Linked DNA regions of Mus musculus: all the other regions are linked to region 3. Evidence: chromatin contacts called from public HiCAR-type and promoter capture Hi-C data. All regions are on one chromosome and are shown on one strand. The core of a region is the stretch at or near the end of the contact, and the rest is flanking DNA. Distances in the headings are between cores, read along the strand shown. Region 1 holds the start of Nup88 (nucleoporin 88). Region 2 holds the start of Mettl16 (methyltransferase like 16). Region 3 holds the start of Zzef1 (zinc finger, ZZ-type with EF hand domain 1). Region 4 holds the start of Rap1gap2 (RAP1 GTPase activating protein 2). Region 5 holds the start of Dhx33 (DEAH (Asp-Glu-Ala-His) box polypeptide 33).

Region 1 (2,700 bases), core at 63-2,562, 1.8 Mb after region 3:
GCCATCTCTCCACCCCCAACTCGGGACAGTTTTTGTTCCCAAGTGGTTGTCACAGCTCTGCTTGAAGAACTGCTACTGACTGGTGCCATTTAGTAGGTGGAGAGACCAAGGCTGCTGCATCTAAGTGTTCTACATTGTACAGAACCACCTCCCATAATAGAACGTTCTCCTTCGAAACGTCAGCACTCACTGTTGAGAAACACTACTCCACACAACATGTTCAGCATGAAGATTGTTTTTCTGGGTGGTTCTTCTGGAATACACCCACCCTTTTGAGACTGCTGAACAGGGAGATAAGCTGCTTCTTAGAAGGAACTACTTGAGTTCGGAAGAAGGCGGAGCTTAAGTTCAACTCTCCTAACCGTGTCTGATGTTCTTCAGGAGAGAAATAACTTCTATCTCACGTGACGTATACATACGGAGTGCTTCCCTCTGTAACCGAACGTTAGGTGGTGGTGTTGCTACTGCTGTCATGACTCTTAAAATATGAAACAAAGTCGAATCCTAGGATAGCATAACACCTACGCCGGCCAACAGCCCGGGCGGCGGCCGGGACCCAATCCTATAGCAAGAGATCCACCTCGCTGGCCAGGCACACCGGGCACCTGCTCCACAACCAGTGCTGAAGCGAGCACACCGAGGACAGAGGTCCTTGGGAAGATTAGGGAAGTGATGACAACCCAAACTTCACACTCACCTGCCTGAAAGTTTCTTTCCAGTGGGGCGAGCCCACCTGCTTGTACAACAAGCGGTGCGGAGACCCCGAGGACTCTGCCATCTCCTCCCTTAGCGGGAAACAGCGCCCAAATCACCGCCCCTTAGCCGCGCGCAAAGGATTCTGGAAGTTGTAGTCTCGGCGCAGTCTGTCTGTACTTCAGGCCGCCGGGCTTTCTTGGAATTGTATCTAGTTTCTATCCCCTCACAGTGACAGATTTAGGGGAATCCGAGGATAGATGAAGCAGTGACAGTTGAGAAGTAAACACCACCCGGGCTGAGGGAGGTGAATCTTGAGAGAAAGTTCTGGGTTTACCCAGAGGAAGTTGTCCAGTAGACAATCAGACACACATCTCTCATCCTTAACGCTACCCCCTCACTGGCCCAGCAGCAGCCCCAAAGCGATCCTTACACTCCACTCCGCCCCGCCCCGCCCCGCCCACCTTGGCTTCAACCCGCGGCCCTGTCTATCCTCTAGCGATTCTTTCTTATTGGGCCAACTTCTCGAGATTCCTACACTTTGATAGGCTGAAGCTGTGAAGTGCTGGCCGCGGATTGGCTACGCACAGCAGCGGGCTTCGTTTCCTCCCGCCCCTCAATCCTGAGCTGTTAGTTCAAGATGGCGGCTGCCGTGGGGCCCTTGGGCGATGGGGAGCTGTGGCAGAGCTGGCTTCCTAACCACGTCGTGTTCTTGCGGCTCCGCGAGGGCGTAAGAAACCAGAGTCCAGCCGAAGCGGAGAAGCCAGCGGCTTCGACTTCACCCTCGTGCCCGTCTCTGCCGCCGCATTTGCCGACGAGAAACCTGGTCTTCGGCCTCGGAGGGGAACTGTTTCTGTGGGACGCAGAAGGCAGCGCCTTCTTGGTGGTTCGCCTTCGAGGCCCCAGCGGTGGTGGCGTGGAGCCTCCTCTCTCCCAGTATCAGGTGCGCCGGTCCATCGTGAAAGCAATCAGCCTTTTGGTTCGTTGGCGGACCTGGGCTGGCGTCTTTTGGGAACGCCCCACTTCGAGTGGAATGACCCCGCTTTGTAGCTCAATCTGGTCTGGAATCACTATGTAGCCCAGGCTAGCCAGGAACTCCTGCCCCAGTCTCTGAGTGTTGAGATTACGGGTCTAAGTCATTTATAAACACCAAAACAGAGGCTAGGCCTGTGTGTGTGTCCAGCACCTGACATAAACCTAGAGCATGCACAAGCTCCGTAATATCTGTGATTTGCTTCGGTGGGGGTGGAGGGGTTTGTTGAGACAGGGTTAACAGCCCTGGTTGTTCTGGAACGCACTCTGTAGAGCAGGCTGACCTCATTAACAGAGATCTGGAGGATCCTGATCAGAGCTAGGATTAAGCCATGTGCTGCCACTGCCCAGTTCTACAACAGGCATTTAAAGACATGGGCCTACAGATTTAAAAGCAATTAGAAATATTATTATATTCAAAAGAAATCCTTATTTAAAAGGATTTTTGGCTTAGTATAATTCTCCATACTAAGGTAAATAATATATTGATGGTCTCATCATTATTTACGAATAATAAAAAGAAATTAGAAATCTAAAATGGTCATGAGAAAAGAAATAGGAAGTACCAGGGTGAGAGTATTTTTGAGGCTATATGATGCTATGACAAATTATTGAAACTCCCTTAAACTATCACTCTTTTATATTAAGTCCACGTAGATGAAGCAGTACTGCTTGCTGCAAGGCGCTTGAAGGTAATCTAGGGCCTTACCTGTGACCTTGGGTGACCTGGAGCTCAAACAGAGCCACCTGCACCTTATCTGGTGCTGGGAATAAAGGCGTGAACCTTTACACTTGGCCTGAAGCTCTTCCTTTCTCTACAGTACAGTTATAAGATGGTAATCTGTTGATACTTCCGAGTTTATGTATTTACTGGGTATCAAGAGTCTGCTTGAGGCCAGGAACACAGAAGAAAAATCTCAAGTAGCGCCTACTGGGTTATGTCAGGGAAAGTTTAGAATGTTTAAGACCTGTGGT
Region 2 (2,720 bases), core at 186-2,685, 2.0 Mb before region 3:
ACTTTATTTTTCTTTTTTTTAAGCTTTTATTTATTTTTTGTATATGAGTACACTGTAGCTGTCTTCAGACACAGCAGAAGAGGGCATAAGACCCCATTACAGATGGTCATGAGCCACCATGTGGGTGCTGGGAATTGAACTCAGGACCTCAGGAAGAAGAGTCAGTGCTCTTAACCACTGAGCCATCTCTCCAGCCTCCCGCCCACCTTCTGTCTTTGAAATTTACTCACTTGGCATTCCCCACACATTTGCTTTAATTAAAAAAAAAACCTTCCCTACCAGTAAACTTCATGAGGGAACATATTTGTTCCCTGCTGTACCCCAATACTCAAAATAGGGCCTGTAAGGGGAGGCACTCAACTGTTGGTTGACTGGGAAGAATATGAAGTCACCAGGAGATCTAGCTCCGAGTGACAGAGCATGTGTCTAGCACGTGCAAGGCCTGGGCTCAGTCATCAACACCAAAGAAAATAAAGGAAATAACTATGAAATACTTTCCATCTGTGTGAGACACACACAGCATTCTCTTTCTGAATGGGCAGCCCAGTTGAGTCTCAACAATAACAAAAAAAGGCTCATCGGAGCGAGTCCAAAACCCAAAAGACCTCTAGGCCAGCCTTCTTTCCTCTTTAAAACTTCATGTTTCCTGGGTTTCTCTTGGCCTTTATCTCTTCACACATCATTTCTTCTAAAACTGAAGCTTATAGGATACTCTAAATTTGGCTTTTATGATGTCAAACTATGGAGGCAATAGAGACAGACCAGCGTTCAAGAGCACCAGCTGGTCTTCCAAAGGACCAGGGCTCGATTCCCAGCACCCGTATGGCTGCTCACCTAGTGCCATGACACAACCCTCTTCTGGCCTCTGCCTGCACTGTGCACGTGCTGCACAGACGTCCAGGCTGGCAAAACACCTACACCTACAAACTGTTTTGTGGGTTTGTTTTTTTTAAGTTTTTAGGAGGAACAGAAAACTCAACAGATGTCTCCCACCTAGACCCCAACACTTCCGTTTTCTCTTCACGCCCCCACCTCACAAACTTGACTTCTCCTCCGCCACTTCCCCGGCTCATCCACACCTTCTTCCCCTGGGTTTCAGCGCTCTCTAAGCATTGGCCTAGGCGAGGGACGAGGCCATCTCTCCTCCAGCTCCTCCCACCTACCGCCGGCCTTCGCGCACACCCGCCCGGGTCCCCGGCTTCTGACCCAGCGGTAAGCCCCCAAGGATCCGAGAACCGGAGGAGAAAAGCAGGTGAGCCGCTTCTTAGGCGATCCTTGTGCGCAACCGGATAAGAGATTTTTGAACCACGCACCTCGCAGGCCAATGGAGCAGGCGGACGGAGTGCGGACAGGCCCGCAATCACCAAGCCCACACCACTCACACAGCCAAGCTCCTGGAAACGCAGATGCTACGCTCCAAGCGCGCCGCCATCTTGCGCAGCCAATCCGCGCCGTGACTGGACAGACTACTCTCGCGAGACTTTTGACTTAGCCTAAAGAAAGAAGGAACTATCGCGATACTTGGAGACGGCGGTGAGTTTTCACCCAGGTTTGGGGGTGTGGTCGGCCGGGAGTCTTCTTAGGTTAGCGGATGGAGAAGACCTCACTAGTCCGCTGGCATGCAGCTATGTGATGGAGCCCGGCCAGGAACTTGGAACTACCCTCCTCCCCTGGCCTTTCTGGGTGCTGGGATTACAGGGATGGGCTACCCCACCAAGTTGTAAACGTTTGTTTTCCTTTGTTTTGAATGTAGCTTTCTTCAGCTCTCCCCAGCCTTACTAAATAGTACTAAATCTAGTCTTGGACAGGAAATAGGAAGGCTAGATGGGTTTGATGGCAATTAACACTTAAGTGCACAGCAAATCTGTGTGATGACACAGTAGTTACAGATAAACCTGTGAGATGGGTAAATAACTGGTACTTAGAAACTGTTTTGGGTGGGATAGGGGACGGGGAAATGGCTACCCTAACAAAAGACCCAGGTTCGAGTCCCAGCCCCAATATGGTGACTCGAAACCAGCTGTAACTCTAGTCCCTAAGTGCCCTCTGGAAGGCACACGTGCACGTGGTGCACAAACATGGAGGCAAACAGCCATACACATAAAGGTAAACCTCTTTTTAAATTCTATTTTTTTTTTTTAAAGAAACTGATTTGGCTAAAAAAAGCATTGAATCTGGACTCACGAAGCAAAAGGATAAAATCCTGGCGTGCGTTTGTTTGTTTGTTTGTTTGCTCGAGACAGGGTTTCTCTGTGTAGCCCTGGCTGTCCTGGCACTCACTTTGTAGACCAGGCTGGCCTTGAACTCAGAAATCTGAACTCAGAAATGCCTCTGCCTCCCCACCAATAGGCATTTCGTTGTCAGTTTTGTACGATGTTCTGTTCCAGATTGGCCAAAGGGTGTTTTCAGATTGTCTGTGTCAGTCACCTGGAATTCCTGGAACAGTAGGACTGATCAAGAAATACTTTTATAGAGCAATGCTAGGCCTCAAAGGACGGGAATGCCTCCTCTGTACTCACTGAGGGCAATTACCTGCATAGACGAAGCTATGTGCTGCAGAAGGAACAGTTGTCTTCAGGGAGCCCAGTTGCTTCCCTCCACCTTGCAGACCAAGCAGAACAGGACCAAGACCACACTGACCTTGGCTACTTTATTAGCTATGCTAATACCCCCCCAATTGCCCTACCCCCAATTTTTCCTTCATTTAACCCTAAGTATGG
Region 3 (2,770 bases), core at 207-2,706:
ATATTATGTAGGCATTTTTATCATTTGCAGGCGACATTCTCGAAATATTTCAAGAGCCTCTGATTTAGAGGAAACAGAACTTTTAAATTATGTTACAAGTGACTGTGGGTTTCTTGCTTTACACACTAACCAATCAATGACTGACAATTTTACATGGCTTACTCATTAAAAACCTTTTGTCCTAACATTGTGGAATTAATAAGACTTCAGGGAGCAGGATAATAGGGACCTAAGGGAATGGGGTGGGAATCAAGAGGTTTGTGAGATACTCTCAACTTTGCTAGTGAAATGATTTATAGGCTAACTCTGGGTCAGTTTTTTCCAAACCATAAACCAAAATGTTCAGTAGAGATATGAGGAGAAATTTCATAAGTACAAGAAAACTAACGCTTCCCTATCAACTTTAGGTTTGATAAGGTTTCAAATGAGCCTGGAACAAGTTCTTCAATGATTTAAAATCCAGTGTATACTTGTTAAAAAAAAACAAACAAACAAAAAACAACCAACCAAACAAAACCTAGTATTTTATAGTCATGAACGGCTTGCAGAATGAGTCTTTTCAGTGTAATGTTACCCTCCTTCCACATTAGACTCAGATGGTTCTCTACAAGATTCCTGCACAGGCCAGTAAAACAGAATGGTTTTCATGGCCACTCCCTTGATCTTTGCACATCCTTTCTCGTAATTGTCTTACTCTGATAAGGTCCAGCAAGCAACTAAGCCTGTCAACTGCACAAATGTCTGCCTACCACATGCAGAGACTTTTTTTTGGCTTGCTCCTCTCTTCGGAACAAAGCTAATGTAGCCTGGACTTTCCACACCTCTAGTAAAGGCGAGAGACGTAGCAAAATTCCGTAGTGATGCACTCCGAAAGAGTTCGGACAACGCCATACTTCCATTCTAAGAACCCGAGGACCCTATGGCTTCCTGGCTGGCCTCCGCAAAGCAACCGCCCACCTCTTCAGGACCTTATTGGCGACCACCCTGCTCCCGCACCGCTGTCGCCAGCCAGCCAGCCAGCCAGCCCTGACCTCCTCGAACTGCTCGCCCGAACATCCAGCGCCGCGAGCCTCCAGCAACTCCCGGAACTGCTCCAGGGTGACGGACTCTTCACCGCGGCCCAGCCGCTCTTCCAGCCAGCGCAAGAGCGCGCCGTGGTGCCTCGACACCAGGGATTCGCAGGGAGGTGCGGGCCGCAACGCAGCCGCTGCCTCTCGCAGCCGAGCGGGTTCCAGGAGTGCAGCGGCGGAAGGCAGCACCGCGGCCGCAGGGCCGGGGCCGGGGGTCGTGCCAGAGTCGGCAGCCCAATCTTGATGTGGGCTCCAGCCCTCACCCCCTGCGGCCGCCGCTTCGTCTTCGCTGCTGTTACTCGGAGCGTTCCCCATGGGGTCTCCGTCTTGGGTGCTCGGAGGTGTCGCCGCCGCCGCCGCCTCCCAGCCACGACCTGTCAACCTCCGACAGCTCCTGGCGGGCGGGGACGGGGTGGAGACCACAGCGGCGGCAGTGACTTCCGGCTTCCTGGCTGTCGAGCGAGGCCTGATGTCGCAACGGAGCCGTCAAGCGGATTCCATTTGCTCACGACAGCTTAATGAAGCCCGGGAACCCACCCGTTAACGTATCCGTCTAGCCGCCTCTGCCGCCATCTTTGTTGAGGGCGGATAAACTGTAAGCCAGGACTTTTTGTTTGTTTGTTTGTTTGTTTGTTTTTTCTCTGTACTGTTCCCCTTTTCTGCTCCACGCTTCACGTTCAGAATCTAGGCTGGACAAGAAAAGAAGAAAGAGTCGGGGGCAAAAGAGTCAACTTTGCTGTGAAGTCTGTCAGTGTCGCGCTGCCGACGTCACGGCCGGCGTCTCTGCTGTCTTAGTGGTGGCTTAAGAGGTGGCTACCTCCGAAGCGTGTCTGGTGTGTTGCTGTATAGATGCTGAGGATATGCGGGCTTGGTGTGGTGCTGAGCCTGGCCGTGGCGGCGGTGGCTGTCATGGCCGTGTGGTTGATGGACTGGTGGGGTCCCCGCCCTGGTATTCGCCTCTTCCTTCCCGAGGAGCTAGCCCGCTATCGCGGCGGCCCAGGGGACCCGGGCCTGTACTTGGCACTGCTCGGCCGCGTCTACGACGTGTCCTCTGGCAGGAGGCACTACGAGCCTGGGGCGCACTATAGCGGCTTCGCAGGTATCGGCGAGGCTCTCACACCTTTTCCTCCTGCGTGGGCTCGTAGCCACGGCTTGCGTTCGTCCAGTAATTTATTCCTCCGCGCCTCGTCATCCCACATTCCTCAGACTGCTGCGGTGGGAAGGACACGGTCCTGGTTTGCAGCTTGGACGCAACTGTGCTAGTTATGTACCCTCCGACTCTGTCTGCTGCACTGTGTGACTGATTCGGAGAAAGATGTGTCTTGTTAGGTAGTGGTTACACTCAGAAGTCTACCTGGTCTCTAGAGCTACCGTGCTTTCAGGCTCTTTAGACTGACCCGAAATAACCTTTCCTCCGCCCGCCTCCGTTTCCCCTAATATAATATTTGAGTCTTTTTTAATTCTAGTAGATGCACTTGTCTGCTTTTCTTTAAAAAAAAAAAATGAGAATCAAGCGGGGAATGAAGTTAGAGCACAGGAAAGCAAGTATCTTTTGTAGTATTAAAATACCTACAATAAACCAGAAGTGGTGTTTTAACTGGAGTGGCTGAGACAGGAGGATCTCTTGAGCTACAAAGATCCATTGAGCCAGGAATTTGTGGCCAGGCTGGCTCTAAAACAACACGAAACAAAACTTCTGA
Region 4 (2,700 bases), core at 21-2,520, 1.8 Mb before region 3:
GATCCAAAGGGAAGGAGATGTTCTCTCTATTGTAAAGCTGTCTGTCTGTTGGTTCCGTGGGCACTTGACAGCTCCTTTCCCCTACTGGATCCCAAGCCAGAACCTCCAATGCCCGGTACTTAGCATTTCAGGATCCAGACTGTGGTCTGTCCACCGTCCCTGCCTTCCTTACTTCCTTCTAACACTGAGCATTGTGACTGTGCTCTGGGCCAGGTTCTGGGGTTAGAGTGGTCCAGGCAAGGGTTCTGCCTGACATAGGACACACACTGGAGTGTGAAAGGCCAACCATCAGTATGCAAACATGGAGATAGTTTGTCAAGCCGATAAGATTGCTCAGAAGTCTAAAATAGGGCACGCAGATAAGTGACTTGCATGGAAAGAGGTCTTGGACCACACAAAGGGGCAGCCATACAGAGACCGTGGTGATGAGAGCGTTAGCTAGGGGAGGGGAGCGCAGGACACCGATGTAAGACTATATCTCTGCAAAGAAAACAGTAAGTGTGAGGTATGTTCTAGACGCAGAACATCGTGGCCAGAACAGAATGAGCTATGTCCAACGGTTAGGACTGAGGAAGATTTCCGTGCAAATAAAAGATGTTTTCGGGCTTAAGCTGCCGGAGTGCTGCCTCCAGGGAATGAGCTTCCCATTAATGGAGGCGCATCAGAGGCTGCCTGCTGTGGGGGTTACGGAGAATGTCTGGAACATCGGTCCCTCAACATCTTCAAGTTCAGGAGCATCTTTGGTTTGGTGGAAGATGGGATGGAGTCTTCGGAGGGAATGAATCAAAGCTGTAGGTTGTCGCGTCCCAGTCAGGGGTCAGCGTCAGGGTTTTCGGCAGTCCCTGATCTCCTACTTCCAAGTTCCAATAGCACACTTTCAGGAGAGTCCCACCAGGAATCCAGGAATCTTTCAGCTTCTCAGTCCCCCAGTGTCGTGCGCCCTATGATTCAGGAACCTTTGCGGGCAGGTGGGCTTCTCCCTTCATTCTCTGGGATCCCCAGGACCTGCCCCACCCTGCGCCTTTGTTCAGGAGGAGCCGCCCCGGGGCAATACCCTGACAGCGCGGACACGAGCATCCCTCAGGGCGTTCGACGATTAGTACCGCCGTATCCCAAACCCAGCCCGGTCTCCCGCTGCTGCGCGGTGGGCGCCGCTGGGACCCAGCTCCGAAAAGCCCCGAGGGACGGGAGTGCGGGATCTAGCGGACTAGGGCAGAGACTGCGTGTGCGCGCTCCGTAGGCCGGGGGCGCGCCCGCCAGGTGTGCGAGCGGCCGCCGGCGGGTGGCAGGGCGCAGCTTTGTGCCGGCCGGTGTGCGCGTGTGCGCGCCGCGGTGACGGTGCACGCGGCTGGGCGGGCTGCGAGGGAACCCCGCGTTGAGGAGGAGGGGGCTCGGTCCTGATGGAGAGCTGTGGGCGCCGCGCCGACCAGCGCGCGCGTTGGGTGAGCCGGCAGGACTGACTATTGACATTCTGTCCACGTCGGGAGTGTGGGAAGGTCAGTGGCTCTGGGCTAGGTTGTAATTTCACAGCCGGCGTGCATCTGGACGCGAGTCCTGGGTGTGACTGAGCGTGGAATTGGAGAGGATGCTGTGAGAGTGGATGTGTGTGTTGGCAAAGCACTGATGGCCCCGGTGAGCTCCGCGCGCCCATCGCACCAAGCAGTTGGGCTCACTGGGAGGTAGGGTGACAGTCCACAGAAATCCCTGCCGGGTGCGCGGATGCGACACAGCATACACACCATGAAGAGGGGCGTGTGTGTGTGTGTGTGTGTGTGTGTGTGTGTGTGTGTGCGCGGGCTCGCGCGCGCGTGTGTGTGCATGTGATGTTGGTCAGCTCCCTGTTGGAGTCTGGTGAAAGACGCTGACCGAGATGGAGGTCAGACGTGGGTGTTTACAGGTGGCAGTAAAGGAAAGAAGCCAGGAACCCCAAGAGGATGCTGAAGCTAGGCTGCTAGGTTGGGGAGGGAGGACTTGTTTTTATTGGCAAGATCAGAAGCCCCAGCCTGTCTGTCCCCAAGCCAGCTTGTGCCTGTTCCAGGGAGAGGCAGTAGAATTGGAGTAATCGGTCCAGAGACTTTCATGGACCTGCGGGGCAAGGCCAGCTTTGCAGCCTGATGCTCATTTCTAGAGGCCTTGGGTGGGTGTGGCAGTGACAGTCAAGGGTGGGGGTCCTGTTTACAGGACAGAGGGACTCTATAGATTGCACTTTGGTTTTGCCTATACTTGTTATGTCTGACTTGGGAGCTGGTAAGGGGCACACTGCTTTCCGCTGTAGCTTTCTTTCACCCTTACTGAATCTGAAGGGCATTTACATGTTACCAGGGTTTGTGCTCGAAATTCATGGATCAGCCTCTGAATGGCTCCCATCAGGGTCGCCTCTAAAGGTATTACTAGAATTGTCCTGGACCTGTATCAGGGCATGCTATCCTTTGAGCCTCATAGGTCTCAGTTTCCCTTGGTGAAGAAAGCTCTCATCCCCTCTGCTCCTCCTGCTGTGGGCGAAGAATAAACAGAAAAGCTTGCACAGCTACCTGGAGGCTGGGAGTGACTCAGGGCCTGTGAGGTCTTGGGCAGTGATTTCCCTCAGGACTTGGGAGAGGTTGTGCATCACCTACCTCTAAGCAAGGGTTCTGGGCTGCCCAGCACTAAGGGTGGGTAACTGCTGGATGTGTCTGCTCAGGTGTCTGGAAGCTGACTCAG
Region 5 (2,725 bases), core at 148-2,647, 1.8 Mb after region 3:
TAAAGCATCTCAACAGGACCAAAGCCACAGGCCATACCGGATTCCACAACAGACAGATTCACATCTGGGTTTTTTTTTTTTTTTTTTTTTACAAAACAAACAAAAAAAAAACAGGTCTGCATACCAAATTTGATGGATAGCCTTCACATGAGTTGAGAATTATAGAACGCCACATTCTGTATAAGAAACACAATCCGGGGGCTGGTGAGATGGCTCAGTGGGTAAGAGCACCCGACTGCTCTTCCAAAGGTTGGAAGTTCAAATCCCAGCAACCACATGGTGGCTCACAACCATCCAACCAATAAGATCTGACTCCCTCTTCTGGAGTGTCTGAGGACAGCTACAGTGTACTTACATATAATAAATAAATAAATAAATCTTTAAAAAAAAAAAAAAAAGAAACACAATCGGGGACAGCGAGGGCACTGAGAACCCTACGGGTTCCAAACACATGGAGGCTCAACTGGCTGTAACTCCAATTCCAGGGAATCCAACACCCTCTTCTGACCTCCATGTGAGCATTGCAAGCAAGTAGTGCAGGAACATACTCCCAAACAAAACGCCCACACCCTCCAAAGATGAAAAAGCAAAGGTAACCACCCATTCACTCTGTGCCTGTCTTTCTGTGTTGAATTAGCAAAGCATCTAAGAGCTTGTAATTGAACAGGAAGGAAGAACTGGTTATGTACAAGTTTTCTGCAGGAGTAGTGAATACTCGCACTGATTAAGGTGTATACAATAGGGCTGAAAAGCTGTGTAAAGATTGAAAATCTAGTAGGAATGACTGGGAGGTGAGTTAAGGCAATTTTAGTTCCACTCATTTTCTTTTTTATTTCTGCTTGTATTTTTTGAGCCTATCACTTTGTGGGGAAATTACATGATATCAGAATCATAGAATTCACCTTTCCGTAACTGAAGATACTCACTAGTAGCATTTTCAAAATTCTTTGCAGCATCCGAAATGACTTTAGTCTCAGAAAATTTCACTTTCTACATTTATAAATCGGAGCTACCAGTGGGTACCTTAAAACGTACATTGTTTAGAAGAGTAAATGTTTGTGTTCCTCGTTAGATTTACAGAAATAAGTAATTGCCTTAAAACGTGACTATTGTTGGAGCCCGAGATGGGACAGTCATTTTTATTGGATAGAAATGAGAGTTTAGGACAACGTCATTACGCAACAAGACCCTAGGGAACCACACAGCTATCGTCCCCTGTTGTTACTCGGGCCGTTTTTTCGGTCGCACCTCCGACCTTGCTCTCACAGGATGTAAATGCACAGCGCATGCTGGGAATTGCAGTTCCTTTCCTCAAGGCAGGAGGCGGCTGTGAGGTCATCGGTGGTCGCCCAGCACGCCTGCACGTGGCGAGAAAGGGGCGGTGCGCGCTTGCTGTCCCCAGCCGAGCGGAACTGTCTGCGTCCCTGCCTCCGGCCGCGGTCCTCCCGACATGCCGGAGGAGGCGAGCCTCCCGCCCGCTAAGAGATTCCGGCCGGGCTCCTGCCCTCCCGGGAGACGAGTAGTGATGCTGTTGACGGCTGGCGGCGGCGGCGGAGCTGGAGGAGGCCGGAGGCAGACGCCGCCGCTGGCCCAGCCTTCGGCCAGTCCCTACCGCGAGGCCCTGGAGCTGCAGCGCCGGAGTCTGCCCATCTTCCGGGCGCGGGGGCAGCTATTGGCTCAGCTCCGAAACCTGGACAACGCGGTCCTCATCGGTGAGTGGCGGCTTTGGTGGATCTTCCTTGCTCTAGATCCCTGGCTCTGTGCACGAGGGCGGGGTTTCTTAGGGGCTTCTCACTTTCTTTGCGTTGGTTTCTTCCACAAACTTGAAAGGGTTTCAGTGCCCGGTGTGGACAGGGACCTCTGGAAAGAGGCGGACAGAGTTACCCTGCCGGCGCTGACCGCGCTCTGTGAGTTTGAGGATATTCGCCTTCCGTGACGAGGCGTGGGGAGCATATCGGAGGCTCTCAGAGAGCTTTGCAGGATGGGCCTCACCAAGGCTTTTGAGGAGGCAGCTGCGGAGCGGGTCCCTGGGGACCGGCATTCTAAGCGAGGACGGAGAGACTGGCGCCAGAAAGAATTCAGTTGGCGAGAACCAATTTCTTGTGTACGAGAAGAACTTGGCAGTGTTCGAAGGCAGGGACTGACTTCTAGTGGCTTTGCTACAGTATTGACGATAGAGGAGTTCCCGAAGGAATGTCATAAGCGAGAAAGAGACTGGAGTACTGGCAGTCAGTGGAATAGAGTGCTAAGGAGGGAAGTTCCATAACAATATGTAGACATGGTGGGGCGTGGGAGTGCACGTTGGATATGTAGTATTGATTGCAACTCCCACTAAGAATTTTTTCAAAATAACTTTAAGAACAGATCTGGCGTTGGACTGAGGAGTAATTAGGAGGTGAAAGAATGAAGGCAGTGGAAACAGGTTTCTGCTTTGGCCAACCAAGGGAAGCTGAGGCACTTGTAAATAGTCACAGATTTTGGCGAACTGAGCAGAGAGGACACTGAAGATAGATAGAACTAATGGATCAAAGTTTAGGAAATTTCAGAGATGGGGGCGCAGTGCCGGGCATCAGGAGTTATGGAGAGCCCACCTGGCACAGGAGAAAGGCTGTCTCTTTTGAAGTCACATTTGAGAAGATCCAAGAGTTCTGAGGAAAACAAAAGTTCCAGAGCCTCAAGTAGGCTTTTGGGGAGATGGAGACGGAAGACAGGCTGCAAAAACAGG

What was found. Promoter capture Hi-C pulls out the DNA fragments that hold promoters and counts their contacts. HiCAR-type assays count read pairs that join an accessible place to other places. Capture Hi-C pulls out chosen DNA fragments and counts their contacts.
Region 1: a promoter capture Hi-C map of liver shows a contact between it and region 3, with 2.3 times the contacts expected there. The contact joins the promoter of Nup88 here to the promoter of Zzef1 in region 3. A contact is called at or near these places in 1 of 115 datasets of contacts at active chromatin or transcription factors (astrocytes) and 2 of 9 other capture datasets (adipose tissue and liver).
Region 2: a HiCAR-type map of astrocytes shows a contact between it and region 3, with 7 times the contacts expected there. The contact joins the promoter of Mettl16 here to the promoter of Zzef1 in region 3. A contact is called at or near these places in 2 of 39 promoter capture datasets (hippocampal neurons and liver), 1 of 115 datasets of contacts at active chromatin or transcription factors (astrocytes) and 1 of 9 other capture datasets (embryonic stem cells).
Region 4: a promoter capture Hi-C map of embryonic stem cells shows a contact between it and region 3, with 4 times the contacts expected there. The contact joins the promoter of Rap1gap2 here to the promoter of Zzef1 in region 3. A contact is called at or near these places in 4 of 39 promoter capture datasets (cranial neural crest, embryonic stem cells, frontonasal cranial neural crest and 1 more).
Region 5: a HiCAR-type map of astrocytes shows a contact between it and region 3, with 6 times the contacts expected there. The contact joins the promoter of Dhx33 here to the promoter of Zzef1 in region 3. A contact is called at or near these places in 4 of 39 promoter capture datasets (cranial neural crest, hippocampal neurons, liver and 1 more), 2 of 484 Hi-C or Micro-C datasets (CD4 T cells and muscle stem cells), 1 of 115 datasets of contacts at active chromatin or transcription factors (astrocytes) and 1 of 9 other capture datasets (adipose tissue).

What each region holds. Positions count from the first base shown.
Region 1 is chr11:70,968,585-70,971,284 of GRCm38.p6, reverse strand. It overlaps Nup88 (nucleoporin 88), which reads left to right and starts at 1,312. Exons shown (of 17, transcript NM_172394.3): 1 at 1,312-1,636. The coding sequence starts at 1,334. It overlaps Rpain (RPA interacting protein), which reads right to left and starts at 1,086. Exons shown (of 7, transcript NM_027186.3): 1 at 698-1,086. The coding sequence starts at 778.
Region 2 is chr11:74,769,578-74,772,297 of GRCm38.p6, reverse strand. It overlaps Mettl16 (methyltransferase like 16), which reads right to left and starts at 1,435. Exons shown (of 10, transcript NM_026197.3): 1 at 1,314-1,435.
Region 3 is chr11:72,794,912-72,797,681 of GRCm38.p6, reverse strand. It overlaps Zzef1 (zinc finger, ZZ-type with EF hand domain 1), which reads right to left and starts at 1,456. Exons shown (of 55, transcript NM_001045536.2): 1 at 1,032-1,456. The coding sequence starts at 1,385. Cyb5d2 (cytochrome b5 domain containing 2) reads left to right here and starts at 1,843. Exons shown (of 4, transcript NM_001024926.3): 1 at 1,843-2,169. The coding sequence starts at 1,920.
Region 4 is chr11:74,588,756-74,591,455 of GRCm38.p6, reverse strand. It overlaps Rap1gap2 (RAP1 GTPase activating protein 2), which reads left to right and starts at 1,270. Exons shown (of 25, transcript NM_001015046.3): 1 at 1,270-1,496.
Region 5 is chr11:71,003,104-71,005,828 of GRCm38.p6, reverse strand. Dhx33 (DEAH (Asp-Glu-Ala-His) box polypeptide 33) reads left to right here and starts at 1,397. Exons shown (of 12, transcript NM_178367.4): 1 at 1,397-1,712. The coding sequence starts at 1,451.